7 separate regions of the Mus musculus genome follow, and regions 2, 3, 4, 5, 6 and 7 are each linked to region 1. A link is a contact called in public HiChIP or PLAC-seq and promoter capture Hi-C data. All regions are on one chromosome and are shown on one strand. The core of a region is the stretch at or near the end of the contact, and the rest is flanking DNA. Distances in the headings are between cores, read along the strand shown. Region 1 holds the start of Crkl (v-crk avian sarcoma virus CT10 oncogene homolog-like). Region 2 holds the start of Ess2 (ess-2 splicing factor). Region 3 holds the start of Ppil2 (peptidylprolyl isomerase (cyclophilin)-like 2). Region 4 holds the start of Scarf2 (scavenger receptor class F, member 2). Region 5 holds the start of Sdf2l1 (stromal cell-derived factor 2-like 1). Region 6 holds the start of Klhl22 (kelch-like 22). Region 7 overlaps Ube2l3 (ubiquitin-conjugating enzyme E2L 3).

Region 1 (3,979 bases), core at 898-3,397:
ACTTTTCTGTGTTTTACATTTTTAACAATTCTTTGTGTGTGAGTACTCACTCAGCACACGGAGGCTAAAGGACAACTCTGTGGGGGTGGGCTCTCTGTTCACATTCCCCTGGTGGGAACCAAAGGCAGGTAGGTCACCCAGCTTTCACTGCAAACACTTCCCCTCACTCATCATCAGGCTTAGCCTTCTCCACACTTCCTAAAATCCACTCGGTCTGGCAACGGTTAACCACCCCACCTTCATTATTCTATCCTAAAGAAGAAACTCTTTGGATTTAAGTAGGTGCCCTTAATTAATTATAGTATCTTTTCATTTTCAAAGTTCAGAGCAAATTTCACCTTTATGAAGTCGCCTCACCCTGAAAAATCTAAATCAGCCTTTAATTCTTTTTTTAGAAAATAGCTTAGAAATAAACTGGGCAGGAAAATATCTTTTAAAGTCTCTAGACACCTTTTCAATTCACACTGTATCATTTGATGATATTCGTTAGGGAAATTAAAGCAAATTATAAAATAATGCATTTTACTTGAAAAAGAGAACACTTGGGGATCAATATCTTTCTCTTTAAGACAGGGTCTTGCTACAGCTCAGTCTGACTTGGAATCAAGGTCCTCTTTCCTTAGGGGACTAGGGGTGTGTATCTATCTCAGCTAGCTCTACTTAGGGGTCTTTAAAGCATATGTTAAACCACTAGACTTAATTACAAAAAAAAAAAAAACTAAAATTGAATTAATGTAGAATTTAGGTAAATACACTTCCCACCCCTGAGGAAGGAACGGTGAGGATACAAATTTCTTCAAATATAATCCCACTGTCTTCTCTTGGTAATCCCAGTTTTAAAAATGAGTGCTAGAGAATCAGATTCTGAGATTTCTACACTTTCGATCCATTTTAAGGATTATTCCAAAGGCCGAAGGCCACTTTGTAACCTAAAGTTAGTTGAAAAATGCAGGAGTTACAAAAACCTTAAATGGTGTACAAGAATTTCGAGAAAGGAGGAGTCATGGCTATCTTCAGAATCTCAAGGAAGTCTATATTTTTAGCGTCGTTAATAAGCATTCTGCATTAGTATTACAGTCAAGTAAAGTGGCAAAACTGTGTATATATGTGGGGGGTTAGGGGTGCATTTAAACAATGCAAGCAGCACTGCTAAATGTCTAAATAAAATGCATCCTTTCATCCAATGACCCAGATCCTGATATTGGCCTTATAATCCGAATGTCTTCTGATTTAGAATGAGGAAAAGGAGTTCTATCCCCTACCCTACCCCCAAAATTTAATCTTTGACCGACCCTTCGCATCCGGTCAAGTTCTGAACCGGAGAAGGGCAGGAGCTCGCGTACCTGGGCGCCGGTTCGATTAAGGTGGTAGTGTCCAGGTAGTGGATCTTGTAGAACTCTAACAAGGCCGGCAAATGGTCAAACTCCTGGTCCCCGATCTTAAAGCGGCGGTTGGGCAGGGAGTTGATGATGTAGTGCGAGACACGCGAGTTCTCGGACACGGACAGTACATAGTCCCCGGGGCAGGTAGATGAGTCCCGGACTAGGAACATGCCATGGCGCTGGCCTTGGAGACGAGTCTGCGCCTCCTGGCGAGTCACTGGCCCCATGTACCAGGCAGAGCGGTCTGAAGAATCAAACCTGGCGGAGGACATGGTGTTGGGCTCGGGGATGGGCGGCGTCTGCGGCTCTCTTGCTTGGGAAGCCTTTACCCGCTGTCGGCTTTGGGGTCGAGGAAGGGCCTCTCAGAACACTTCGAGGAACAATCAGAGGGCTTGGTCAGGACGTTCCTCTAGGCTCCGGGCCCCGCAGCATCCTCCGCCACCGCCCTCCTGCACCGGGCCGCCTCACGGAGAGCCGGTCCGGGAACACTGGGCAAAGCCCCGGGGTCGAGGTGGGCGAAGCTGAGCAGTAGCGGAGGCCGCCTCGGGCTTCTCAGCTGGCCGGAGTACAGGGGAGGCTCCAGTGACTTCTGTCCTGGAACCCGCCGCCGGCTCCACAGCCTCAAGAGCCTGCACCGATCCCCGCGGTCACACGAAGCACCGCACTCCAACAAGAGTCGCGCCTCCCGAGCAGTCTTACCCAGCCCGCTCCCAATAGCCACAGCAACAAAATGGCGGACGCGGGAGAAGCAGCCGGGCACCTCCCCCTTGGTCCAGCGCATTCAATCTGCGCACGCGCGGAGCTGGGCTCTACCCCCTCCACCGCGGAGGCCCTTCCTTTGACGTCACTGGGCGCTGCCAATCAGGAGTGCGTTCGCGAGGGTCCCAGCGTGAGCCACTCGCGCGGGCTCCCGCGTTCCGGGAGGAGGCAGAGGGTCAGGCCCTTCCTGGACCGCAAAGCAGCCGCCGAGAAGCTGCTGCTGTCAGGCTTCCCGGGCTTGGCAGGAAAACAGCTGGAGCCGAGAGGGAACAGCGTTTTGAAAACCTGTTTCTGTGAACAAAGCGTAGAGTGGTTGCTGAGTGTCCGGCCAAGAAGGCGTGGCCGTCAGATGATTGCGAGCCAGAAGGCCCTGGTAAATCAGGTGGCTCAGGAAGGGCATGACCTAGGGAGTGAGGTGACCATCAAATAGGTTACTGAATAACCTATCAAATAACGCCTGCCCTAGGTGATCCTCCTTGGTACACGTGGAATGATGGTGAAGATCAGTTTGACTAATACTTTACGAGGAGGACAGTGTGTTGGTGAGGATGACTGGACACTACCGGCTGTAAAGTGTAACAAGTGAAATGCAACACCTGTGTCTGGCCTGAAGCCTGTTGCTCTGCAACAGTTCATTTCCTGCCATTCCACGTTGCTCAGTTTCAGCTCTGCCTCCCTTGACATATTTCTCCCTCCAACCCGACTAGTACCTATTTATTTAATTATTTGTTTGGTTTTTTAGAGACGGGGTTTCTCTGTGTAGTCCTGGCTGTCCTGGAACTCACTTTGTAGACCAGGCTAGCCTCGAACTCAGAAATCCGCCTGCCTCTGCCTCCCAAGTGCTGGGATTAAAGGCATGCGCCACCACTGCCCGGCCTATCTATCTATCTATCTATCTATCTATCTATCTATCTATCAAGATAGGAATTCTCTGTGTGGCCCTGGCTGTCCTGGAACTAACTCTGACCACCAACAGGCTAGGATGAAATTTTAATACCACAGAATACTGTCTTATTTACCTATATTTTGCCTGCCTTAAATCCACATCTAGTCTTGAATGATCAGAAATTTGTTAAATGAATGACTATTGTGAAAAATCACCACAAAAACAGATGCTGGATTATTGGTCATAGCATTCCCAAATTAGATAAACAGGAAGGCATGTCCCAAGCCAGTGGTGGTGACACATACCAATAATCCCATCACTAGGAGATGGAGGCAGGAGGATCATGAGTTCAAGGCAGCTGAGCTCTATGAAACCCAACAAAAATGGGGAGGAAGTTAGGGGAGGGAGAAATCTCAAAAGTGAGGAATACAGGAGAACTCCTACTTAGATCTCTATCACTAAAGTCTTGTTCTGGCCGTTTACATTTCCCATGTTTAGCAATTCTTAGATTGTAGGGTAATAACTGGTGATTCCATCCCAGTGGTAAGTAAGCGAAGGGGAAAATGTCAAGGTCTAGTGCCTTTTTGTAACTTGGCATAACCAGAGATGCTTCATGGGGGCTAGGAAGATGTCTCAGGAAGTAAGCTCTTGCCAGCCAAGCCTAAACACCTGAATTGGATCCCTGGGTCTGAAGATGGAAGGACAATCAACTTAAGGTGTCCTCTAAAATTCTGTGTAGAGTGGTAATACACATGCCTGCACTCACACAACACACACATAAATAAAAACATGCTTTCATATTGCTCTAGTCGCAAGTGAAATTTGTATAGCTCAGATATTTAATTTGACTGAGTTCAACTCATGGTTGAAGTTCAAATCAGTGACTAGATGGGCTATTCAGTCATTCTGTGCCTCACCATGAGACCTCCAGGACTTATCTTCTAGCCAGCTC
Region 2 (3,979 bases), core at 927-3,426, 460 kb before region 1:
TGGCAGCCAGGGGATCCAAAGCCGCCTTCTCACCCATGAAGGGAGGGCATGTGGGGCAGGAACCAGAGACCTCCTGCAGGTCAAGTGCAGACACAGAGCAGGTCAACTTCCTCAGCCACCCTCAGCACCTAGAGAAGCCCTAGCTCCATGCAGGACGAAGAGCCTAACTCCCCACCTCATGCCTGTCACCAAGACTGGCCTCTTCTCTGTCCTTCCACCTTCTTATGCAAGGCAGTGGTGTCTGCTCAGCCCTGGGCGTACTCTGTCCTCACAGGCCCTGCACTTTAGGGCCCTGGTGTCATGACCTGTGGAAGAAGAAGGTTGTAGTTGGTAGTTTCCAGATTCCTGCATCTGCTCCTTCACCTCAGCCTTGAGCTGATGCCAAGAAATAAACGAGATCTTCAAAGACCACAGAACAGTCCAGGATTTCAAGTCCCTGTGTCTCAGGCTTTGTTTCCACACCAACTGAGGGACTGGCTCCATTGTCCCTTTCCAGAGAGTTTGGGGGTGGGGTGTGGATCAACATGTGTTGCAGAGCACAGCTCAACAAGTACCCAGTCCCAGTACCATGTCTCCCTCGTCAGAATTAAAGCCGGTAGATGGTGGCAAGGCCTCCTGGGGATCTGGGCCTCTAGGCACTACCAACCAGCTTCACAGATGGGGGGAATCTTTGGCTGTGTGTGTGGATGTATGTGTGTGAGTGCATAGCTGTGTGTGTTGCCTGTATATATACATGTACATCACATGTTTGCCTGGTGCCCATGGAGATCAGAAGAGGATATTTGAATCCCTGAAAGTAGAGTTATGGATAGTTGTGTGTCACTGTGTGGGTGCTGGGAACTGAACCTAGATCCTCGAGAAGAGCAACAAATGCTTGTAACGGATGAGCCATCTCTTCTGCCCCCTCCATACTCTTCTTGGTGTATCTTTTCCATCCTTAGGCTACAGTTCCCACCTCTATGTCTCCAGTCCAGGCCTGTCCCCTGAGGTATTTGTCAGTCTGTACCTCTGACAACACCTGGAAGCCCACAGGCTTGCGGCAGGCACCATATATACAACAGGCCATTTTCCCATTCACTGTCCTGCTAAAGGCACGTTAAATCATAGAGTTCTTGATCATTAATTGCTATTATTACCGGATCATACCCAGTCCAGCCGATTTCACCTTTAAACATATCAATAACCCCCCAGAAACTAGCTCGTGTGCAGCTTCAGGCGCACCAACCTCATGAAAGCTGCATTCCCTTGCATGGTAACCATTGCAGCTTTCTCTGGTTTTCACCTGAGCTCACTTAAAATAATGTTTCTTGACAGGACTCCAAAGATACTGTGCAGCCTGGCTCTCCCCCTCTGGTGTCATCTCCTTCTTTAGCGCACTGTGTGACTAAAGGTCTGTTTTGGCATTTGCCTTGCTCCACCCCGCTGCTGGGCCTTCCCATTGCCTGATGCCCATCCATTCATCTTTTCCATCTACAACCATGTTCTGCCTGGGGAAATGCCACTTGACATGTCCTGTGTAGCAGTTGAGATTCTCTGAGTGCAGACTTATTGCAGGTCACAGTTGTAACTTTACACACTGGCAGCATGATTTAACATTTTTCTACTGTATGGTCAACTCTATGGATGCAGGGACATGGTCATAAAGTCCCCAGTGACTCACAATGAAGGACAAGATCATTGGAAAAGCAAAATTGTAATGAATCATTCTGGGCTAGAGCTTCTCCCACCTAATTCATGATCTCCCTTAGGAAGAAAGTTCCACTAATGCTTTCAGTGAGAAGCCCATCCTGGCAGACAGGGAACTAATAAATCCAACCAGAGATTTAAGACCCTTTTGTTCTTTCTTTTCATTTAAATTTTGTTAGATAAGTATACGGGAAGAATTGTCTTAGTGTTCTTTTTCTGAGTTTGGAAGTCATAACCAAATTTTTTGAAGTATTTAAAAATGTCTTTGAAGCATCTGCATTTTTTTTTTTTTTTAAAGAATTGGAACTTTTAACAGAGGGACTGTGGCGTCAGTCACTCTACAGCTCCCCCTAGTGATCATAGTCTAGATGGGCATGAGCAACGCGGGTGGGGATAAAAGACTACAACTTTCTTAAGATCCGGCGCTCCCAGTGACATCATTGGAGCGCCGGCTTTGTTACAAAAATACTGCTTCTCCATTGGCTGGCTGTTGGAGCGGTGCAGACGCCGCCCGAGCGATTCTGGGATAGCGATGGGGACGCCCGGGACCTCGGCGGGTGCTCTGTTTCTGTCCTCCGCGTCCGCGCCCTCAAGGAAGCGCGCGGCTGGGGAGGCTGGAGAGGCCGGAGTTGCGAGAAGCAGGCAGCGGGTCCTGGATGAAGAAGAGTACATCGAGGTACCAGCTCAGTGCGAGCGCTGGCGACTTCCGGGCCCCTCCCCCTATTCGCGTTCCTGTCCAGTCCTTTGAATTTTTTCTGGTCCTGGCACTCTCAGCCGCCCTTGGAAGTGGAACAACTGTTTTTGGGTTGGAAAGCATTGAGAACCAAGAAAACAATGCAGAAGTGGGCATCCAGTTTTCTGTTGAGAGTCAAGGAAATAGTTTCTTGTATAGGTAGAATTTTGACACGTTTTTCGAGAGATGGTGAAGACGACTTTTTGGAAGGCTGTAAAGTGTCAAAGGCTGGGGGTCCCGGAATTAGACAGTGGAACTGGCTTCGTCATTGAGTGAGTGGGTCTCAGTTGCTCCTCGAGTTAAGGGTCCAACTGCAAACACGCTGGAGGACAGACCGACATAGGGTTGGTTTTAGACTGGTTAGATTTAGGATGCTTCTGGGATATGCTGCCTTGTACCATTGCCGTGCAGCTGACTGTACAGACTTTCAGCTTCACAGCAAGGGCGGGCTGGATCTGAAATCTTGAGGACTTTTTCTTGTGGTGGCGATAGTGGCGACTGGCTTTCAAGAGAAAGGTTTAGATTGAAATACAAATTCATGGGTGGGTGGAGGATGACAATATCCACATTAGTCTGGCTGGTGTTATAGATGGAGCCAGCAAAGAGAAAGATCAGTTAGTGAGGGATTTCATGGGCTTCAAGAGATTGTTCAGTAGTTAACTGGTACATCAGAGCTATGTGGGATGACAGCCTTACTAGAAAAGACAGTTCTAAACCTATCTTGTAGATGACAGTTGTCCAGCTAGGCAGAAGGGAAAGGTCTAAGGGGTGGAACATGGACAGTGGTGGATTGTGCGTCAGGACTCCCAGATGACAACTCTGGCCTTTGTTCTGATTGCTCATGGCAGGGACTTCAGACAGTTATCCAGAGAGACTTCTTCCCTGATGTGGAGAAGCTACAGGCACAGAAGGAGTACCTGGAGGCCGAGGAAAACGGAGATTTGGAGCGCATGCGCCAGATTGCCATCAAGTTTGGCTCTGCCCTGGGCAAGATATCTCGGGAACCTCCACCACCCTGTAAGAGGACGGGTGCTGCTTTAGAGGGCTTAGGGAAAGTCTGTTATCACGTAAGGCTCACTCTAATTTCTGATTTGCTTCTCTCAGATGTTACTCCAGCCACCTTTGAAACTCCTGAGGTACACCCAGGCTCTGCTGTGCTGGGCAACAAGCCCCGGCCCCAGGGCCGAGACCTAGATGATGGTGAGTGAACTCCCTCTTTTAGTCTCATAGTCAAGACTACTTGGGAATTGTATTCTTGTGAATTTTCTTTTTTTTTTTTTTTTTTTTTTTTTTTTTTTTTTTGGTTTTTCGAGACAGGGTTTCTCTGTGTAGCCCTGGCTGTCCTGGAACTCACTCTGTAGACCCAGGCTGGCCTTGAACTCAGAAATCCGCCTGCCTCTGCCTCCCGAGTGCTGGGATTAAAGGCGTGCGCCACCACGCCCGGCTCTTGTGAATTTTCTTAGGGTCACATAAGTATCCACTTTTGGGATCAGAGACACTGGTCTGGGAGGCAGAAGAGCAGAGGCCAGCTCCCGGGTGTGGAGGTACTGTGTTCTCTGC
Region 3 (3,979 bases), core at 918-3,417, 340 kb after region 1:
TAAAGTTCATCCTGGTGTTGAGCTTGTTGTATGTCCTCTCTGCTTTCGCCTGGACTACGGAGAGAGTTTAAGGATAGCCTGGACTCTATAGAAAAACCCTATTTCAAACCTCACCCCTCAAGTATGGGCAGTGTGTGTTTGGATCACACGTGCAATGGCCCCTCACGTGCACTGTAACAAGCAATTCTGTTGTGCTTGAGAGAGTGGGGTGGGAAATCCCGTTCTTCCCTTTAGTGGTTCAGACCCCTTAGGGCTTCACTTTCCTTGAGTTGCAAGTGCACTATATTGTTCCTGCATGTAATCTCCAAACACAGGCCTAGTTTGATAGGTGTTTCTACCCAGAGGAGAAATGAGTGGGTCAGTCAGTTTACAGCTTGTTACTTGCCCGAGTTTCAAAACTGTGATTCTCATTGTCACCTCATATGCTGGCCTTAGAATCTTTCTCCATGTAAGATGTCAATCATTACTGGACATTAGTGGATATACATATTGAGTCATGGTTGATCATACCTCACTTGGGACTATAGATAATAAAAATCAGAACATAAGCAAAATTACTATATAATTATAAATTATGATAAACTATGAGAGAGGTGAGTGGGGTGGCCAAGAAAGTGTTTTTTTGTTTTGTTTTGTTTTGGTCTCACTGTATATTCTTGGTTGACCTGTAACTCAATATGTAGACTAGGAGGACTTGAACTTACAGAACTTACCAGCCTCTGCCTCCCAAGTACTGGTAGTTTTGTTTAGTTTTGATTTGCTTTTGAGACATGGTTTCTCTACTCACTGTAGACCAGGCTGGCCTCAGACTCATAGAGATCTGCTTGCTTCTGCCTCCCAAGTGTACACCACCATACTGGGCTAAAAGATCTTTTGAGGTAAGATTTATTTGGAAGGCAGAAGTTATGAAGTAAGAAGCTGACAGGATGACTGCCTTTGGCTAACTGGGTGGATGGTGGTCCTTGTTAATCCTGCCAAATGAGAATCAGACCAGTGACCCAGATTTTTTGGTTGCATTTTCAGTTAGACAGGGTTATCTCCCTAAAGTAGGATTTGAGAGCATAGTCTCAAAGGAGAATTTTTTTTTTTAATATCCCCCAAACTGCAAGGCTAGGGGGTTTCTAATGTTTTATGTTTATGTAGGAATTTGACAAGACATCTTAAAATTATTTGGTTGAAGATCTTATCAGGAGGTTAGGGTTAGGGTATGGAACATACCATTTAGCATCAAAGTGGAGATTTGGAACAAGGAAATTAAGAATTCTTTGATCAGCCAGGCGGTGGTGGCACACACCTTTAATCCCAGCACTTGGGAGGCAGAGGCAGTGGATTTCTGAGTTCCAGGCCAGCCTGATCTATAGAGTGAGCACCAGGACAGCCAGGGCTACACAGAGAAACCCTGTCTCAAAAAACAAAAACAAACAAAAACCCAGCTTAGGGTGGAGAGATGCCTTAACAAATAAGAGCTGTGCAAGTCTGGCAAAGAGAACCAACTCCTCACTTGTCCTCTGAGCTCTACACTTGTGGCATGGCCACTATTTAACCACACACACAATTTTAAAAAGGAAACTTGGGGCCGGGCATGGTGGCACACTCCTCTAGTCCCAGCACTCGGGAGGCAGAGGCAGGCGGATTTCTGAGTTCGAGGCCAGCCTGGTCTACAGAGTGAGTTCCAGGACAGCCAGGGCTACACAGAGAAACCCTGTTTCGAAATACCAAAAAAAAAAAAAAAAAAGGAGACTTGGGACCCATTCTCCCGGCACATGAGACCCAGACCAAAGATCTGGCCACAGAAGGAGCAGAGAGGGCTTGGTCATCTGCCAGCTGATGGGCCTGAAGGGCGTGGGGACCGAACGAGAGAAGAGTTGAGTATACACATGGACATGGCTTTAGAGAAGGTGAAAAAGGTTGAAGATCTTTAGATACAAAGGAGGTGAGTCTGAGTGAGTCTGCCTAGCATAGCATGGACTGAACAAGTAGCCAGACAGTGCATAGAAAAGTTTTTGAGGGCTTGGGGGAGGCAACGCAGTATGGTGGGAGACAGGAAAAGTGGATTCTACTCAAAGTTAGCAAGCTTCAGCCTAGCACGGTGCCTGCACCCAGCACCTGGACACCTGGAAACCACAATTCCCAGAATGCTTTCTTCCAACTTCCGGGATCCAGTGCGTCGATCTCCGGAAGTAGTTGAGAAAGCGGAGGCGCCATAGTCAGTGTCTGCTGTGGTCTCTTCGGTTTGTTGCCACCATGGGGAAGCGACAGCACCAGAAGGACAAGATGTAAGTTGGGTCGCGTCTCTCGTCTCAGCTCGTCGCCGTGCTGAAGGCTATCATCTGAAAGCCTCAGCTCTCACAGGCGCGGTCTCGTCCCTCAGTGCAGCCTACGCGGGCCAGGGCGTTCTACCGCCGGACTAACTAACTTCCGGGATTTCCCTACCCCTAGCCTTTCTGCGAACGAGTTTTGCCCCTGAGTTGGTTGTCCGCTTCGTCCTGGCTCTAGTCTGAGAGCCTACACACAGGCGACAGCCTTCAAGTTGAAGATAGGCGGGTCGTGCTCCATGTTCCCCTCCCATTTGCTGCTGCTGTACTTTCTGTTTTCTGTTGTCTCTTCAGATGCTCCCCGCCCCTAGCTGCTTGCAAGGATATCTTTGACTTCTGTATTGCCAGATCTAGTATCCAGCTTTTCAGTCCTTGGGCTTCTTCCCTTTCCAAAAGTAGCCTTTAGTGAGATCTTACATGCGCTTAGTAGTTTTTTTTGTTTGTTTTTGTTTTTGTTTTTGTTTTTCAAGATAGGGTTTCTCTGTGTAGCCCTGGCTGTCCTGGAACTCACTTTGTAGATCAGGCTGGCCTCGAACTCAGAAATCCCCTTGCCTCTGCCTCCCGAGTGCTAGGATTAAAGGCTTGGCGCTTAGTAATTTAATCTGCGAATGATCTCTATTTCATTCCTCTTTGCTGGGCTTCCCCTCCCCTTGTCCCAGACCTCGGGGGTGTTTCCTTCATCCCTGTGGTGGATCTGTTCAAAGAGTCTCTTGCACTAAGTCAGCAGCTTTCACTCAGTTCTCCACTTGGAAAACTTACAGCTTTTTCAAAACTAGTATGCTAAAAGGGAACTTGATAATTTTCACACCTAAGCCTGCCGTTTCTTATCCTAGCTCAGTGGTTACATAGTGGGTCCCTGATTTACTATATATAGACTGAAGACAATTCTCATCCTAACAGAAGAACAACCGCACAGAGCAACTGGAGCTATGTTAGATCATGTCTGGGTCCTGCTCAAAATCACCCACCAGCTTCCCATCACACTTAGGCAAATAGAGAGTACTCTCCTTGATCTTTGACTCATTTTTGACTCGGCCGCTGTCCTTGCTTCTGTGTCTTTTTCTGCTGCTACGTACCTCATCACACTCTTCCTCTGCTGTCTCCTTTCTGGAACAGATTCAGCTTGTCCTGTTCCAGCCTCAGTAAGTGTTATTCCTGTAAAGGGCTTCCCCAGAGCTTTGTGTGCCTAGCTCTTCCTGTCAGATAGTCTATAAGTCCAGTTCATTTCCTTCTGGACAAGGTGCTGTTGATGTTTCTTTATCTCTCCATCTTTTGTCCTTCTTATGTGCCACACAATGCAGATGTTTAATGTGATTTGACAAGTGAGTGGGCGTTCTGTCATAAGTTACTTTTACAGCTTCTGTCCTGTCCGTGGCAGGACCCAGTAACACATGCTCTGTCTTCCTCAGGTATATCACTTGTGCTGAGTACACTCATTTCTATGGTGGCAGGAAGCCAGGTAAGGGGATGCTGGTGGTCCTGAAGAATGCTGTCTCCTGTGATCCAGAGCTATCCAGAACACTGACATTATAGTAGATAACGAGACGGTCCATAGTTGATAAAAAGAGGACATATACTCAACATAGTACAGTATACTTCCATCTTAGAGGAGAATACTTAAAAATATAACTCTTTCAAGTTCAGGCCTTTTCCTTAGGAAGTGC
Region 4 (3,979 bases), core at 927-3,426, 350 kb before region 1:
GGGCCACCTTCTACCTCCTAGCTAGTCCATCTTCTGCAGGTGTCCCCTCTATGAAAAACAGCCTCATTTTCAGAGCAGTAGGCACATCTCTTGTGGCCCTGGCATCTCTTCAGTATGCCCTCAACCCCACACCTGCAGGGCTTCCAAGATATCCTCTAGAAGGGGGAAGGGGTGTAGGATGAACTGTGCCCCAATACCTGCAGATCTATCTCCTTTTCTCCTGTAGGTCTGTGTTCACCATGGCATGTGTCCCCTAAAGGAAAAGGCACTCCCAACTCCATAACCACTTGTGAGACAGGGCACTGGTCTCTGCAGCAGAGACCTTGCACTAACAGGCCTGGAGGCTGTAGGTGCATGGCCTCGAATACGGGTTGAGCTGGCACCTCTCTCTGCTGGACCTCATGCATTGTAACCAAAAGGATGGCCCAGACTTCGGGTGAGCACAGTCCAGAGATCTTTCTTCCCACAAACTCTCCACCCACACTCAGGGCATCCACCCTCATCTCCAGCACCAAGAGCTGAGGCCTATTGCAACCCTATTTTACAGAGATAGAGACAGACCCCGAAAATCTAAGTATTTGCTCAGATCCAGACAGCTGGGGCAGTCTGCCGCCAGAGTATAATGGCAAAGCAGCTGTAGGTTACAGAGGCAGACATCCTCCTGAGAGGTCGGCCAGCGGAAATATTGGAGACCAAGGGTTCCCCAACTCCAGCTCGGAACAGCTTGACCCACCACTGGAGTCCCGTCCCCCAGCCAGCCGGTCGGAGGAGGAGAAGGCCTGGTGCGGGCTGACCGCCCTCCCTAGGCACCGCCCCGCCTGCCTCAGCCGCTGCATTCCTGGGGCCGGGGAGGCCCGGGACGAGGCGGCGGCGGCGATGCGAAGCAGATGGCTAGTCAGGCGCCCCCCCCCCCCCCCGCCTCCGAGGCGGGGCTCGCGGCCGGGAGTGGTCTGTGTCCTCTCGACCCGATTTCGGAAACCGCGCGGTCAGCTAGCAGCCCTCGTCTACTTTGACCCTCCAAAACCCTAGCTGACGTTTCGCACCCCGGGGAGCCGTTTGACCCAGGGTGCCCCCCGGGACCCTAGCCTGGAGTCCCAAAACAGCCTCCCCAGCACTGGCAGAGGCGCCCCACCGTGGGTTCCTCGCCTCTGCAGAGATGCCTTGACTGCGTCGTGGCTCCGACGAGCAGACAGGTCCCTCGGCTTCTGCGCCTACTCAGCCGTCGTCGCTCTTCACCCTCCGCGCAAGCTCCGGGCTCCACTGCTTTCTGGCTGGGCCTGTCCCACACCGGCTTTCCTAGCAAGATCCTCTCAGAGACCCACCTCCGTACACCCAGTGGCCGCCCACAAGGAGCCAACAGGGGTTCCCACGTCCTCCCCATCGCGCGTCCATCATTGTCCTCAAGCACTCCGGTTTCTGGTCCACCGTGAGTGTAGCCTTGTCCGTGCTCACTTTCACCACCATCTTCCTCCCACCCCGCGCCCGCTCTACCAAGACAAATCTGTCCTTCCAAGTCTCGACTGTCCCAGTGCCCAGCTCGCCCAAGGTTGCTCCTTCGCCCTTCTAAACCCCTACTCCAGGCTCAAGCCACTGGCTCCTAAAGCCTATGCACATGCTGTCCCCTCCGAGTGTCCTTGCTTGGCTTAGGGAGTAGCTCCTTTCTCTTCTCCCCTGACATTTTGGACACCACATAGTACCCCTGGGGGCTCCCCACAGTACTCCATTACCCCTCAGGTGATTTCTGGTCCAGCCGGCCCTCGGATGCAGCCTAAGGGCCCAGGCTTGGCCTGGAACCGAGCCCAAGACGCGAGGCAGGCCCGAGGGGCTCGCGTGACCAGTTTAGGGAGGTCCTAGATGGCCCGGACTGAAATGGGGCGCCGCTACCCCCAGCCCGCTTCGCGCCCACGCCTCGGACAGGCCCAGTTCCTACCCGGGCGTGCGGCACACGTTGCGGCCTCGCGGGTTCAAGTCCTGGGGCGCCGCGAGACCGGGCAGCAGCCAGAGCAGCAGCAGCAGTCCCAGCCCTCGGGCTCCCTGGCGCCGCGCCGGCCCGGCCCCCCGGGACCCTGCGCCCTCCATGAGGCGCGGGGCAGGCGCGGGTGGGCGCGGGTGCGGCCGCGGCAAGGGCGGCCGGAAGCGGAGTGCGAGGCCGGGCGGGGGGCGGCAGGAGGGGCGCCGGGCCGGGCAGGAAATTCCACATCGGCTCCCTGATCCTGGGCCAGCGCGGCCGGCCAGGCGGCAGCGCCCGCCCCGCGCGCCAGACCCCACCCTCCGGTCGCGCCTCCGCCCCTTCTTTGCTCGGCCCCCGCCCCCACCTGGCCATGCACGAACTCGGGGGTGAACTTGGTGGAAGCCGGCGAAGCACTGCGGGAAGAAGGAGCTGCGGGATCCTGTGAAGGAGTCCTGGTCCGCGCCTTTTCTCCCCCTTGTCAGAAGCCCTGGAGCCGCCAGGCCCGGGAGCAAAGGGGTCCTGGAGAAGGCCCCGGTTCACACACTGGCCTTCGGCTGGAGCTAAGAACCCCTAGTTGTTCTATGGTGTGCCATTAGCATCTCTTGATCTCCTGCAGCATGCAAGATGTAGACAAAGACCTGTGGGAATGAACTGGAGACCTAGGGAAAGGAGCTCTCTGAGGAAAAAGCCTGGAACAGAAGGAAGCAGTGATGGTCTTTGATATAATGAGGAGGTAAAGACAGGGAAGGGGACACTGGAGATGAAAACTGAAACTCAGAAGTCCTCTCAAGGGGTAGGAAGGAACTGGGTGCCCAGGGCATGTATTCAGCTTGAGAAGGCTATTGGCTCCTAAGAAGGAGAAGTTCAGAGAGTGAAATCAAGGCTTAGAATGGAGACCCCCCTACTACATAAGGACAACCAGGGCCACTAAGTAGATTGCTCTGTCTCTACCATACCCACTTTTGTCTCCTGATCTCCTGAGCACCTCATTCCCTAAACAGCTGTCAAAGTGAGCCTTGTCATGTAAGCAGAACCAGAAGTCTTCGGAGTCAGAAAGCTTCCTTTACCAGGAACCTCTAGCCTGACCTTAGTATGACATCAGCAAGCCTGTCAAAGGAGCTGCAGAATCAGTGTCCATCCTAGGGACGACTTGGACTTGGCTAAAGATATCCTTCCTCCAAGTCTCTACACAAGCTTAAGGATAAGACCCCTGGGCCAGGAGGCAGCTTGGGCAGGGGCCCTCTGTTAACCCTTTACTGTTCTCACCAGTAAAGCTCTTCTCTCATCCCTGCCTTGAATCACTGGCTTCACCCAGGCAGAGCAGAACACAGTACTTATGGTTACCACAGCCTAGGTCAGACAGGAGATGGTTGGAGCTGCATGGGTCCAGAAAAGACAAAGCAGGAGAGACCCTGAGGCAGACTGCTCCAGACTGCAGGAGTTCACACACCTTTGTTGGCAGCCTGGTCCCACCAAGGTGTGTGTGCTTCTGACTTGAGGGAAAGGTTAGACAATATCTTCCTGGGCAGCCGGCAGAGGGCACCTTGCGTATGAGGGACAGGTGGTGTAGACAGGGAGCCTGAAGGACTGAGCCGGAACCAGAGCAGTGGACAGGCCCAAGGCCATAGATGTTAGCAGGCTGGCGGGGAGGGGAGGACCTCAGGCCTCTCCTCAGCCCTCTCAGCCTGGCTAGGCTGGTGGCGCAGGGGAGAGGTGGAGTGGGTAAAAGGAACAGTCTTCCCATGTGGTCACAAATGCAAATACTTCTCAGCAACAAGTAAATAAGCCAACCACTTCTGGGAAGCTGAGGGTGAGTACAACCCTGCCCTCAGCAGTGGCCTCCCCAAGGAGGCTCCCCAGGCTGTTAGAAGCAGAGGTTCCTGTAGTTGCGTGGTTCAGCTGGGGCTTTCTAAGTACTGACCTGAGGAGAAGCCTCAGCTGGGCCACGTCCCAATGGCATCAGCCTATCCTCTTCCCATAGACCAATTCCCATGCTTGATGGCTATGAAGGGCACAACCTAATAGCAA
Region 5 (3,979 bases), core at 466-2,965, 320 kb after region 1:
GAAGTTTTTTGGTGCACTTTTCTCTATGGAGTCCTGACAAATGGAGCTCAACTACGAAATGTAAGATGGACCAATATATGTGTGTCATTAGCAGAGAATCCATTATCATATGTCCTTTCATGTGTTTGTTTAAGCAAAACATCCTTTTATCTGAATGTTCCTTCATGAGTCTGTCTTAGCTTTTCATCTATGTCCACTTCAGCAAAACGTTCCTTCACATGTTTGCTCCAACAAAACATCAACCCAATGCAACTGACACATAGAGTCCTTAAGTCTCCACTTCAAGGGCTGGAGAGATGGCTCACTGGTTAAGAGCACTGTCTTCCAGAGTTCCTGAGTTCAGTTCCCAGCAACTACATGGTGGCTCACAACCATCTGTAATGGGATCCAATGCCCTCTTCTAGTGTGTCTGAAGACAGCTACAACTCATATACATAAAAAAAAAAAAACTGTTTTAAAAAGTTTCTGTGAGAGAGAGAGAGAGAGAGAGAGAGAGAGACGGAAACAAATATAAAATGTCATGAGGTGAGGCCCCATAAAAGTTAAAAGAATTTTTGGTTCCCCCATTTTGGCTCTGGAGTGTAAGCAGAGATATTTTGTGTGAGGCTGTGGTCCTTTGTGAAAGGCAGTTCTGGCTGAGCCTTTTGTAAATTATTCTTGTTAGACATTCATGCACGAGATCCCCTCCTTCTCAGCCTCATATTCATGTGTGTGTTAGGGTTAAAGGCCTGACAAATGACTCTATTTTGATTCTAACTATTCTGACACAGCTTACTTAGAAACATGTTGTCTGCCTGTCATCCTCTCTAGGCGGATGACCTCAGACTTATTCTTGAACTTCCTGCCTCCACTACTTGAGGGTTGATTTGCTAAGGATCAAATCCAGGGTTTTGCGCTTGCTGGACTCACTCAACTGAGCTACATCTGCAGACGGAAACATAAACTTTAATGCAAACATAAACTTTACTGCGTATCTAGCTAGTGCCCTAAGTACATGCTTCATCAGCTTCTTAGTAATGTAGCCTGGAGGGGCAGTTCCTTTGTGAATACTCAACAGATGGATGGATGGATAGAGTGAATGTGTGTACGTGAGCGCGCGCGCCAGCACTGTGTGAGTGTGTGTGTGTGTGTGTGTGTGAGAGAGAGAGAGAGAGAGGGCTCACAGCTTTGTCATCCAGCAACCTTAGGATTCTGCCACCAAATGACTCAAGTAGCTGCATGACTAAGAGAATTAAAAAACCATGGGGTCCAGAAACTGATGTGATTCAGTTTGATTAACTCCTGGGGCCAGGAGATTTCAATAACTTTGTTATCTGCCCACTTTGAGACCACAAAATCTCGTAATTAACATAAGAACCTGTAGCTTTATCCCGGGGTCTGAGTGGAGGGACACGAGACTAAAGTTTAGGGGGTCCAGGGTCAAAGGGGTTCCTATACCTACTACACCCGAGGATCTCTAACCGGGAGCCAAGTGACTAGAAGCAACCAACCCGGGTGTGCGGCTTTCCGTGGCCTCTCCGGGGACGCTCGCCGCAGCCACTGCTTTATTGGCGGGTCCTCGGAAGCGTGGACCAGTTAAAATCCTCCTGGTGTCTCCAACCCCTTTCCAGCTACCTCCTTGGAAGCTGGGGGTGGGGCCGCTGCACACGGTCCAATAGCAGTGCAGGAGGAACGCGCGCGCGCAGACGATTGGCTGCCGTGGGAGGGCGCTGTCAGAGCTGGATTGGCCGCTGTTGAGGACGGAAGCGCAGAGGTCTAGAGCAGCTGGAACCTGGCCGGCTGGCGGGATGTGGGGCGCGAGCCGGGGCAGGGTAGCGGGGCCAACGCTGCTGGGGCTGCTGCTGGCGCTCTCAGTGCGGAGTGGGGGCGCGTCCAAGGCCAGCGCCGGGCTAGTGACCTGCGGGTCAGTGCTGAAGCTGCTCAACACCCACCACAAAGTGCGGCTGCACTCACACGACATCAAATACGGATCTGGTGCGCAGGGGTGGTGACTGGGACCGCCAGGGGGCGGAGGGCTTAGAGACTAGGTGGTCCTAGCGGGGTCTGTGGGTTGTCAGGGAGCTGGGTGGTTGCGAGTCTAGACTCGCTTGTGGGTCGTGACTGACAAGCCTGAGGGATCGAGGATGCGCGGGAAGGGGGAGGGCGATGTCCACCGGTACTTAGGGTCTGGCCTGGGCTGGGGTGAGCTCTTTGGATCCTAGAGTGGTAGGGGCTGTGAGGGAAACTTTTTAGTGTTCAAGACGAGGGTCCGGAGGTCTGTGATTAACAAGAATCCACGGGGTGGGGTGGGCTGTTACTCTTCAGGCAGCGGCCAACAGTCGGTAACCGGCGTGGAGGAGTCCGACGATGCCAATAGTTACTGGCGGATTCGCGGCGGCTCCGAGGGTGGGTGCCCGCGCGGACTCCCAGTGCGCTGTGGGCAAGCAGTGCGGCTCACGCACGTGCTCACCGGCAAGAACCTGCACACGCACCACTTCCCGTCGCCGCTATCCAACAACCAGGCAAGCCCCGTTCCGAAACCCACAGAGGCTGCGTGGGGCAGGGACCCAAAGACAGAGGGAGGGATGTAGGGGAGGGGCCCAAGAGGGGACTCAGTGTCAGCTACTGTGAATTGGGAGTTTCTATTCAGAAGTTTATGGAGCTCCTGCTCTGGGTCCTGTCCCCAGTAACTTTCTCCACCGAGTTAGAAGTGAGAGATTAGTTCGTATTTGGACACAGAGGTGGACCCACAGCGCAGATAATAGGAAACTGCAGGAAGGAGAAACTCAGGGCTGGGTCTTAAAGAGAAGTGGGAGCTTCTTCCTACTCCTTCCCCTCTGCGAAAGAGTTCCTACTAAAGTACAGTGTTCATTGCAGCTGGTCTGGGAGGGACGCAGGGAGAATCTGACAGTGCTTTGGAGAGTTTCAGGGGGAAAATGTTGGAGGGGAATTTGGGGGTAAGGCCAGTTGGCACTACACAGTCTGATACAAGAGGCTCTATGCACCTGAAGAATGGGGTGAGAGTCTATTTTGAGACCAGATTTCTCTATGTAGCCCTGGCTGTCCTAGAACACACTATGTAGACCAGGCTGGCCTTAAACCCCCCAGAGATCTGCCTGCCTATACCTTCTGAGTGCTACGCTTAAAGGCGTGTGCCGCTGAGCCTAGCTAGGGCAGGACTCTTGGCTTCCATTTTCATAGCTGTGAATGCTGAAGGTCAGGAAAAGGAGCAGAGGCCCCAGGATACTAGGTGCAAATATGACGGCCAGACATGCAGCTCAGGGGAGCTTGTGCCCTCTGTGTGACTGTTCCTATACCTTATACTCTCAGGAGGTGAGTGCTTTTGGGGAAGACGGTGAGGGTGATGACCTGGACCTGTGGACAGTCCGATGTTCTGGGCAACACTGGGAGCGAGAGGCCAGTGTCCGCTTCCAGCACGTGGGCACCTCTGTGTTCCTGTCGGTCACTGGTGAACAGTATGGTAACCCCATCCGTGGGCAGCATGAGGTTCATGGCATGCCTAGTGCCAATGCTCACAACACGTGGAAGGCAATGGAAGGAATCTTCATCAAGCCTGGAGCAGATCTCTCCACGGGTCACGATGAACTCTGAGAACCAGATGAGTGATGGGAGGGTGGCTGAGTGGCAATCTCGGGGTCACTCTTGTGTAAGACTTTGTTTGTAGGGGCCCTCAAGTGCCTTTATGATTAAAGAATGTTGGTCTGGGATTATTTTTGCTGTAACCCTGGGGAAGATCTGAAGGTGCCAGCCATATCTGTCCAAGTTACCATCTCACCTGTCTCAAGCACCTGCTGAAATTTTTTTTTTTTTTTTTTTTTGAGACTGTCTCACTATGTATCCTTGGCAGGCCTGGAACTCACAGAGAGATCCACCTGCCTCTGTCTCCTGAGTGCTGGTATTAAAGGTGTACACCACCACAACTGGCCCCAACCTGTTCAATAAACTCATTTTTATTACTAAGTGTGAGTGCATGAGATGT
Region 6 (3,979 bases), core at 778-3,277, 310 kb before region 1:
TTACCAAGTGCTATCTCACTGCTTCATACTTGGGGCTCCCTGTGACTTAGCTCAAAACCTCACTTCCTTCTCCTGCCTGCCCCACTGCCAGTTCTTAGACCCATAGGGACACCTGAAGTCCTCTGAACAGAACTGTGTTCTTTTCTCATAGTCCTATTCTGGCCGTGACTCTAGTTGATCACATCTACCTAGCACCTTCATACAATCTCAAAAAAACATGCTCTGATAGTGAACCTGTCTTCTCTACCCTTGACAGTTTGTCTCACAAGCAACTCAGGGTTAGTTTCTATGGCAATATCTGCTAACCAAACTCTGGCTGCTATCTCCAAACCTCAGAGTCCTGGAAGGCTTCCCCATCTGTGGGTGATTAATTGTCCTAACAGACACTGACCCTCCCCCACCATGCACATGTGGAGGTGGTCCTCACAGTTGTCAGCTGAGCAGCCTGTCTGCCCTCTTGGAAGGGGATGGATATCATCTGCTCTCTAAACGGCCACCACAAAAACAAGTACAGTAAAACAGATGGCTACTCCTTTGGACAGGCAGAGCACAAGAAAAGCTCAAGAAAAGAAATTCAGTACAATCAAGAATGCAACAACATCCAGAATCTCTGGTATAGCCAGACAGGATGGTAACAGATCTGTAACTCCACCACTCCGGAGTGCTGATACAAAAAGATCACAAAGTTGCCTATAAGGAAGAGGTGGGGTTAGAGTGCTCAGTGCACTTAATGCAAAACTATTCCTGCCCGGAACTGGAGCTCCCAGCGCTGACATCGGGTGGAGGCGCCCTCTGCTGGTCTCTAGAGCACCTTCACCCAGGTGCACATACAGACCACTTGTTTCTAACAGCCTTCGCTGTCACGGAACTCTTTGGTGATCAGCCTGGCCTCAAACTCACAGAACTCTACCTCCAGAGTGCTGGGATTAAAGGCAGGGACCACCACACCTGGCTTCACTCTTTTTTTTTAAACGACAAAACATTAAGGAGACTACGGTGACTGCAGATCTAAGATATTCCTCTACACATTCCTTTAGCTTCTGCTTATAACTTCATGCCCCTCTCACACATATAAACTAGGTTCCCTACCATTGTTTGCTACTACAAACAGCTGTGCACTGAAACAAATTTTAGAGGAATCTTCAAGGAATCATTTACTGGAAAGGCATCCTCAACCTTCTGTGGGGGCTCCCATTCCGTATCTGTCCTCAACGCATCTGAACCACAACGTAAGGTGTGCAACAAAAGGAAAAACAGCAGCTTGGGAAGAGCAGAAGAGGGAGCGGGTCCTTATTACCACGGGGGTGGGAGGGAGCATCCAAGAGGTGTTGACGTGCTCTATGGCTTCTTTCCCAGAGCACGGACGAGGAGCATCTCGGAGATCAGGCCTTACCCTAGGAAGCAGCCGCGGGCAGAAGGTGGCCCCGTTGCGCCCGGACAGGTCCGTTCGTTCGGCCTGTACAGGATCTAAACTAGTACAATCCGGGGATTTTGCACTGACAGCGCTTGCTCTCCGGCTTCTCTCAACAACCGCAGCCGCGGCTGATGAGCTTGAGGTCACGCCGGGAGAGGCAGCCAGGCCCGCCCGCTGCCTGTTGCAATCCCTGCTCGAATAGCTTCGAGGGACGGGGACAGGCCAGAGGCCACACTCGGACCCACGGCTGGCGACAGAACCTGACCAACCGGGCTGCGAGGGCCACGGTCCGCTTCAGCCACGCGCAGGCCTCGGCGGGCCCGCGCCACAGCGCCAGGCCCGCGCCGGACGCCCGGGGGTCGCCCGGCCAAGCCCCCGCCACGTCAGGCAGTCGCCCGTGCCCGCCCCAGGCGCCCGCGGTACTTGGCCCAGATCTCCGCGCCCTCCGCCATCCCCGCTCCCTCTCCCATCCCCGCGTGCAGCACAAGCTCGGCGAAGAAGGCCTGCCGGGCCCGCACGGTACATGCCTCGCAGCTGACCTGGTGCTGCCGCAAGCTGAGGCCGCTCTCGCAGCAGGCGGGAGGCGGGAGGCTGGAGGTGGGGGCGGAGCCTCTCCGTCACGTGGGATGCCGCGCAGGCGCAAGGGGACTCTAGGGGGGGTCGCTGTTGGGCGGGGCGGGAAGAGGCTGAAGGGTCAGACCCCGGCTGCTCTTCCGAAGGATCCGCTGTCCGGAAGCTCCACCCTCGAGGTGCCTATTGAAGGTGCAAACCTAGGCCCTCCTTCTTTCCCTTTCTCCTGGCCTCATTCTAACCCTCACTCATTCTCTCACTCATAGCTTCTTCACTGGCTTGTCTCTTCACACCCTTTCACTCACCATCTCCCTCATCGACTCCTTCCTTCCCTCACTTTCCCGTTTCCTCCCCCAGTCATTTCTTCGTTTCTCCTGCATTACTTCCTTCCCTCTTCATCGTGCGTCTATTACTTCACTCATCGTCTCACTTGTCCCCTCCTTCTTGCTTCTTCCTTGCTTCCTCTCTAGGTCGCTCCCACCCTCTCTATCTCTTTCTGTTTTCCTTTCCCTCACAGCCCTATTTATTGTCTGAGGTCTTCCTTCTGCCTCTTATTTCCTCCTTGTCGCTCCCTGGTTTCTTCTGTCATTGTACTTTAGACTTTGGAAGGCTCCTCGTCCGGTGCTTGCTGTGGAGAGTGAAAACAAGCAAAGGCTTTATGTACGGACAAGTGTTGATTTTCCTCTTTTCTGAGACTCCAGAGTAAATCTGGTTCCCAGTCCCAAAACTCACCTGCCCCTAGCTGTCCTGGGGACACCCACTTTTCTCTGCTTCACCTCGAGGAGGACCACACTCTGAGGGGCGCATACCTATAGCAGAATCCAAGAGTGGAGCTGTAGGGCCTTCTTACAGATAGATGGGGGGAAATTGTAGTTTCAATATGGTGGAGAATGTAAGAGAAAAGATGTCGCCAAGGAAGCCTCCTCATGAAAAGGGGGAGAAAAAAAGGAAGAAGAAAATGAATAAAAGAAAGGCTGTTTTAGGGGAACCCTAATTGCTGCCCGGAGGCCTAGCTATAGATCCAGATGAAAAGACCCAGCCTCTAGAAAAGGAGGCACCCAATGCACGTGAACTTCTACCTGTCAGGGCTCCCTGGACCAAATGACTCCACCTGTGTTGCTGGAGACTTTTAGACCATGATAAAAGTATTCTAGCAAGAGATACCATCAGCAAATATATGAGATCCAACAAAAAGTAGAAGACAACACTCCCTTGTCACTTCTGACTATCGGAAAACACAACTGAAACAGGTCACCCACTAGAAAGTTCTAGAGATACAGAATAGCAGAATAGGAAGAAATCTCAAAGTCTATGCCCCAAACCTAGTTTATATAGTATGAAGCTCTTCCCATTCTAAAGACCTAAGCCCACTTTGGTCTCTGGATTTGAAAGGAAGATTCGTTTTCTCCTTGTATAACAGTTTTCCCCAAGATTGGAGCATTCTATTCTTCAGAAAAACTCCTTAAGCAGGAAGGTTAAAAAATTCAAAATAGTTTCAGGAAGTCCTTGAAACTGACCAAATACACTTGGTCCCTCCCTGTCAGAGAAATAATAAAAGCTGAGACAGGTGAAACTGAGCTGCACAAAAGACTCTCAGAGGAGAAAAGCTGCACAGTAGACTCAGACCAGACCAGCTGCCTTGACAAACCAGAAAGCAGCTGGGCTGCCTGGAAGAGGTTTAGGCCATCTGAGATACCTGGAAAGGACTCTCCAAACTCCTCCCCTGCCTGCAGGCTGTGCAGTGTGCTCCAGGCTCCCAGCCTGCTGTGCAGCTGTCTTTGAGTCATTTCTGCTCCTTAAGTAACCTATCACCTATATCCCTGTAAGAAACCTCAATAACCTTGTTGGTTCACCAAGGAGGGCTTCGCTCTGTTGTGGGTTCCTTACCTGGGATGAGTAGGTGTGTGTTCTGTCTCCCCAGGAAGAGTTTTGTCAAACCCTTCAAGATCACATGCACCTAGGAGGAAGGCCAAGAGGAGTAACTAGAAACCCAGC
Region 7 (3,979 bases), core at 1,033-3,532, 270 kb after region 1:
CTGGTCTACAGAGTGAGTTCCAGGACAGTCATGGCTACACAAAGAAACCCTGTCTCAAAAAACAAACAAACAAACAAACAAAAATCAGACTAGACCTGATGTCAAATGCCTTTAACCCCAGGCAGAGGCAGGTGGATCTCTGTGTTCCAGGCCAGCCTGATCTACAGAGTAAGTTCTAGGACAGCCAGGGCTAATACAGAGAAATCCTGTCTTGACATCCCCCTCCTTCTCCCCTCCCCATACCCCCCTTCCCCCAAAACCAGGTTTCTCCATGTAGCTTTTCTGTCCTGGAACTCACTGTGTAGACCAGACTAGTCTTGAACTCACAGAGATCCACTTGCCTCTGCTTCCTGAGCGCTGGGACTAAAGATGTGGCCACCACTGTCCCCTCCTGCCCCCTTTCAGAAAAATTTCTGAGTTTCTTTGATCTCAGACTTGCAGTAGAAATGACTATTCTGGTTGCTTCCATGTGCCAAGCTCAGTGGGAATACATGTGTTAGTCACAGTTCTCTAAGGAAGAGGACTGATAGAATGAATATATATCTATATATTAATAAAGAATTTATTAGAGTGGCTTACAGGCTGTGGTCGGTGTAGTCCAATAACAGCTGTCGCCAAGATCCAAGAGACTGAATGTCTCAGCAGTTCCAGTCTGGTGCTGATGTTTCAGGGAAGCCTAGAGAGCTGCCAGTTGGCAGTCTGTTGGAATCCCAAAAAAGTAGGTTCAAACGACAGCCAAGGGCTGGGTCAGGACAGATGAACTTGCCAGTGAGAGTGGGGGCAAGTAGACAGAAAACAAAAGCTCCCTTCCATGACCTTTTGTGGGGGCTTTCACCAGATGGAGTGGCCCAGAGTTAGAGTGGGTTTTCTGACCTCAGGTAATCTGGTTTTAAGGTAGGTCTTCCAATGGTGCAACCAAGAAAAACAGGTGTGCCTGGCTGTTTGGAGTTTAGTAAGTTACAGATAGTCATATTGACAATCGAGATTAGCCATTGCAGAAGATTTTGCCTTTTTAAAGAGCATGCTTCTAGCCAGGTGTGGTAATATATGCCTTTACACCTTTAGTCCCAGCACTGATGAGGCGGAGGTAGGTGTTCTCTGCAAGTTTGAGGCTAATATTGTAGATTTGTGCTACTTGGTAGCACAACAGTCAAGTCTCCATGATAGATAGGACACAATTTCCTACCCCCATTAAACAAAAACAGCAACAACAACAAAACTGGGGGTGGGGGCACTGTGTCAAAATACAGATGTATATATCTGAGTTGGATGGTTCTGTCTGAAAACAAAATACATGGCTGGCCACGCAAGGTAGTCTCCTGTTTTCCCTAATCGGTTAAGGACTTGGGGAAAGTGGTTCCTGGGAGGCCAGCTCTCTGATTCTGCCACACTTTGTCTCCCACACTCTGTACTTAGCCTTCCTGTTGGCCTGTGTGTATCCAATTTTCTTTTACGGGAGAGAGAGGCTAAAATTGAGAAATGGATATTTCCCCTTAGGAAGTAGGACGAAGGGGTGGTCTTAGTCAGTGTGCTATTGCTGTGGTGAAACACATGACCAAGGCAACTTAAAAAGGAAGCAAGGGCTAGTCTATTATCATCATGGTGGGGAGTATGACAGCAGGCAGGTAGGCAGGCAGGCAGGCAGGCAGGCAGGCAGGCAGGCAGGCAGACAGACAGAGACAGGCATGGTGCTGGGGAAGTAGCTCAGAGCTCACATCTGATCCACAGGTTCCAAGCAGAGAGACAGACACTGGTGTGGGCTTTTGACCCCAGTGACACTTTCAACAAGAGCACAAATCCTCCAAGGAGACCATACTTCCTAATCTTTCCCAAATAAAACCATCAACAGGGATTAAGCATTCAGACACATGAGCCTGTGGCAGCCATTCTCATTCAAACTATCTCAGGCAATAATTTAGTGGTAGAGTGCTTGCATTGCCTAGCTCATCTGAGCCCTGGTGTGGAGAGAAAGAGAGAGAGACTTGATATGGTGTTCCAGGCTTGCTTCAGATTTACAATGATTCTCTTGCCTGGGCCTTTAGCTAGGAATACAGTGTACAGCAGCAGTACACCTGATGAGGCCTTGGGTATATCTTTAGCACTACCCAAAACAAACTAAAACAAAAACCCCAGAGAAGCGGAAAAGAATATGTTTTTTTCCGGCTTTCTTCCAAAGCTCTGAGCAGCTGGAATCAAAGAGGGATCTGATCTGCTCTTCCCCTGTGTACTTGTCGCCTTCCAGCAGAAGGGTAAAGGGTTGGCTGGTTCTGCTTTCTCTTGGCTCATATCTTGGTTGTCAGCATTGCACCATCAGCTTTGAACAGCTGACCCCAGGTTGCTTTTGGCATTGAGCAGAACTGAAATAAACCTTTTGAGGAAGTATGTTTTGTAAGTTCATGTCATTCTTGGTTAAGTCTTTCAGACTTGATTCTCAAAGAGATGGGCTACTTCTGTGTTTTCTTTTGTTTTAAAATTAATTTGTATGTGCCCGTGTGTGCATTTGTATGTGCTCATGCTATAGTGTGGAAGTTAGAGGACAGTTAGCCGGAGGCTCTTCTCTCTTTCCACCCTGTGTATCATGGGGAGTGAATTCAGACTGCCTAATTTCAATGGCAAGTACCTTTAGCCTCTGAACTGTCTCACCAGCTTTTCTAAGTTGACTCCTTTCCTTCATTACTTGTAATAAAGCCTTTGGACTTTACCCTCTGCATTTACTTGGATTTCTTGAAATTCTTTCCCAATTCATCATTATCAGGATCATCTCAGTTTTAGGGGCACTGCCATCTCTCAGATCTTTAGATAGAACCTCTGAATGAGCACTGTAGATTTTCAGTTTTCCTTAGTGAAGGTGGAGGCAGTTGTTGCCCTCAGAGCCATCTTGGGCAATGCAGGAACTTTAGCATCCTGGTCATTCTAGTGCCAGTGGTTCCCAGCTAGGTCTACAGAGGCTATTAATTTCAGTAGGGTGTAGCCACGATGTCTGGCATCTCTTTTATATGTGAGACTCAGAATACTGAGATGCATAATCCTGTTCTGGATCCTGTTGTTGCCCTATTGAGAAATGCTTTTTTTTTTAATGTTTTTAGTAAATACTTATTTATTATTATACATAAGTACACTGTAGTTGTCTTCAGACGCACCAGAAGAGCGCATCAGATCTCATGGGTGGTGTGAGCCACCATCTGGTTGCTGGGAATTGAACTCAGGACCTTTGGAAGAGCAGTCAGTGCTCTTACCTGCTGAGTCAGCCCTGAAATGCTCTTCTATTAGGCTACCCAGTCCTCTCTGCAGGTGACAGTTCTCTCACTTCATCTTTTTTTTTTTTTTTTTTTTAAAGTAAATTTTTTTTTTAAAGATTTATTTATTTATTATATGTAAGTACACTGTAGCTGTCCTCAGACACTCCAGTCAGATCTCGTTATGGATAGTTGTGAGCCACCATGTGGTTGCTGGGATTTGAACTCCTGACCTTCGGAAGAGCAGTCGGGTGCTCTTACCCACTGAGCCATCTCACCAGCCCTCACTTCATCTTTTTTGTTTTTGTTTTTGAGACAGGGTTTCTCTGTGTAGCCCTGGCTGTCCTAGAGCTCACTCACTCTGTAGATCAGGCTGGCCTTCAACTCACAAAGATCTGCCTTCACTTCTTTTGTTTTTTTTAATTATTAATTTTTAAAAAATATTTTATTTATTTATTATATGTAAGTACACTGTAGCTGTCTTCAGACACTCCAGAAGAGGGCGTCAGATCTCGTTACAAATGGTTGTGAGCCGCCATGTGGTTGCTGGGATTTGAACTCCAGACCTTCGGAAGAGCAGTCGGGTGCTCTTACCCACTGAGCCATCTCACCAGCCCTTACTTCTTTTTATAATCAGTTCTTTGTTGATTAAAATTGTGCAAAAAAAGTTGTCTTTCCTTCTTGGGAAACCTTAACCTGACAGCAAAGAGAGTTTAGTCACTCTACTTTAGATTTCCTGAGCC

What was found. Promoter capture Hi-C pulls out the DNA fragments that hold promoters and counts their contacts. HiChIP or PLAC-seq counts read pairs in DNA pulled down with a chosen protein or histone mark. Capture Hi-C pulls out chosen DNA fragments and counts their contacts.
Region 2: a contact with region 1 is called in a promoter capture Hi-C map of liver. The contact joins the promoter of Ess2 here to the promoter of Crkl in region 1. A contact is called at or near these places in 1 of 39 promoter capture datasets (embryonic stem cells), 1 of 484 Hi-C or Micro-C datasets (CD8 T cells), 1 of 115 datasets of contacts at active chromatin or transcription factors (memory CD8 T cells) and 2 of 9 other capture datasets (adipose tissue and liver).
Region 3: an H3K4me3 HiChIP or PLAC-seq map of embryonic stem cells shows a contact between it and region 1, with 15 read pairs. The contact joins the promoter of Ppil2 here to the promoter of Crkl in region 1. A contact is called at or near these places in 7 of 39 promoter capture datasets (the C10 cell line, the HPC-7 cell line, embryonic stem cells and 3 more), 4 of 484 Hi-C or Micro-C datasets (B cells, LSK cells, embryonic stem cells and 1 more), 11 of 115 datasets of contacts at active chromatin or transcription factors (the 230-238 cell line, the SCID.adh cell line, bone marrow-derived macrophages and 5 more) and 2 of 9 other capture datasets (adipose tissue and liver).
Region 4: a contact with region 1 is called in a FOXA1 HiChIP or PLAC-seq map of pancreatic cancer cells. The contact joins the promoter of Scarf2 here to the promoter of Crkl in region 1. A contact is called at or near these places in 1 of 484 Hi-C or Micro-C datasets (cortical neurons) and 3 of 115 datasets of contacts at active chromatin or transcription factors (embryonic stem cells, memory CD8 T cells and pancreatic cancer cells).
Region 5: a contact with region 1 is called in a promoter capture Hi-C map of neural stem cells. The contact joins the promoter of Sdf2l1 here to the promoter of Crkl in region 1. A contact is called at or near these places in 13 of 39 promoter capture datasets (the C10 cell line, the HPC-7 cell line, HPC-7-derived erythroid cells and 8 more), 9 of 484 Hi-C or Micro-C datasets (B cells, LSK cells, effector CD8 T cells and 4 more), 13 of 115 datasets of contacts at active chromatin or transcription factors (the 230-238 cell line, the SCID.adh cell line, bone marrow-derived macrophages and 7 more) and 3 of 9 other capture datasets (adipose tissue, liver and macrophages).
Region 6: a contact with region 1 is called in an H3K4me3 HiChIP or PLAC-seq map of intestinal villus epithelium, with 6 read pairs. The contact joins the promoter of Klhl22 here to the promoter of Crkl in region 1. A contact is called at or near these places in 1 of 39 promoter capture datasets (hippocampal neurons), 2 of 484 Hi-C or Micro-C datasets (CD4 T cells and embryonic stem cells), 3 of 115 datasets of contacts at active chromatin or transcription factors (intestinal villus epithelium, microglia and pancreatic cancer cells) and 2 of 9 other capture datasets (adipose tissue and liver).
Region 7: an H3K27ac HiChIP or PLAC-seq map of microglia shows a contact between it and region 1, with 4 times the contacts expected there. The contact joins the enhancer-like site here to the promoter of Crkl in region 1. A contact is called at or near these places in 8 of 39 promoter capture datasets (the 3T3-L1 cell line, the C10 cell line, embryonic stem cells and 5 more), 3 of 484 Hi-C or Micro-C datasets (embryonic stem cells and nephron progenitors), 5 of 115 datasets of contacts at active chromatin or transcription factors (the 230-238 cell line, the SCID.adh cell line, embryonic stem cells and 1 more) and 2 of 9 other capture datasets (adipose tissue and liver).

The regions. Positions count from the first base shown.
Region 1 is chr16:17,450,153-17,454,131 of GRCm38.p6, reverse strand. Crkl (v-crk avian sarcoma virus CT10 oncogene homolog-like) reads right to left here and starts at 2,147. Exons shown (of 3, transcript NM_007764.5): 1 at 1,344-2,147. The coding sequence starts at 1,654.
Region 2 is chr16:17,909,545-17,913,523 of GRCm38.p6, reverse strand. Ess2 (ess-2 splicing factor) reads left to right here and starts at 2,176. Exons shown (of 10, transcript NM_022408.2): 1 at 2,176-2,362; 2 at 3,268-3,436; 3 at 3,524-3,619. The coding sequence starts at 2,219. Gsc2 (goosecoid homebox 2) reads left to right here. Exons shown (of 3, transcript NM_029469.2): 3 at 1-410.
Region 3 is chr16:17,109,440-17,113,418 of GRCm38.p6, reverse strand. Ppil2 (peptidylprolyl isomerase (cyclophilin)-like 2) reads left to right here and starts at 2,167. Exons shown (of 21, transcript NM_001252444.1): 1 at 2,167-2,276; 2 at 3,725-3,774. The coding sequence starts at 2,245. 2610318N02Rik (RIKEN cDNA 2610318N02 gene) reads left to right here. Exons shown (of 7, transcript NM_001358255.1): 7 at 1-21.
Region 4 is chr16:17,795,479-17,799,457 of GRCm38.p6, reverse strand. Scarf2 (scavenger receptor class F, member 2) reads right to left here and starts at 2,176. Exons shown (of 11, transcript NM_153790.3): 1 at 1,931-2,176. The coding sequence starts at 2,079.
Region 5 is chr16:17,130,119-17,134,097 of GRCm38.p6, reverse strand. Sdf2l1 (stromal cell-derived factor 2-like 1) reads left to right here and starts at 1,715. Exons shown (of 3, transcript NM_022324.3): 1 at 1,715-1,974; 2 at 2,305-2,501; 3 at 3,310-3,960. The coding sequence starts at 1,788. The coding sequence ends at 3,591.
Region 6 is chr16:17,757,669-17,761,647 of GRCm38.p6, reverse strand. It overlaps Klhl22 (kelch-like 22), which reads right to left and starts at 2,027. Exons shown (of 7, transcript NM_001359068.1): 1 at 1,954-2,027.
Region 7 is chr16:17,179,919-17,183,897 of GRCm38.p6, reverse strand. All of the region lies in intron 1 of Ube2l3 (ubiquitin-conjugating enzyme E2L 3), which reads left to right. Among named protein-coding and RNA genes, the nearest start is that of Ube2l3, 20 kb to the left of the region's middle. Within about 2 kb of position 2,282, at least 86 of the 459 cell types and tissues checked have an H3K27ac peak or open chromatin away from gene starts, as enhancers often do. A contact at or near this core is called in adipose tissue, liver and microglia, where this site is marked.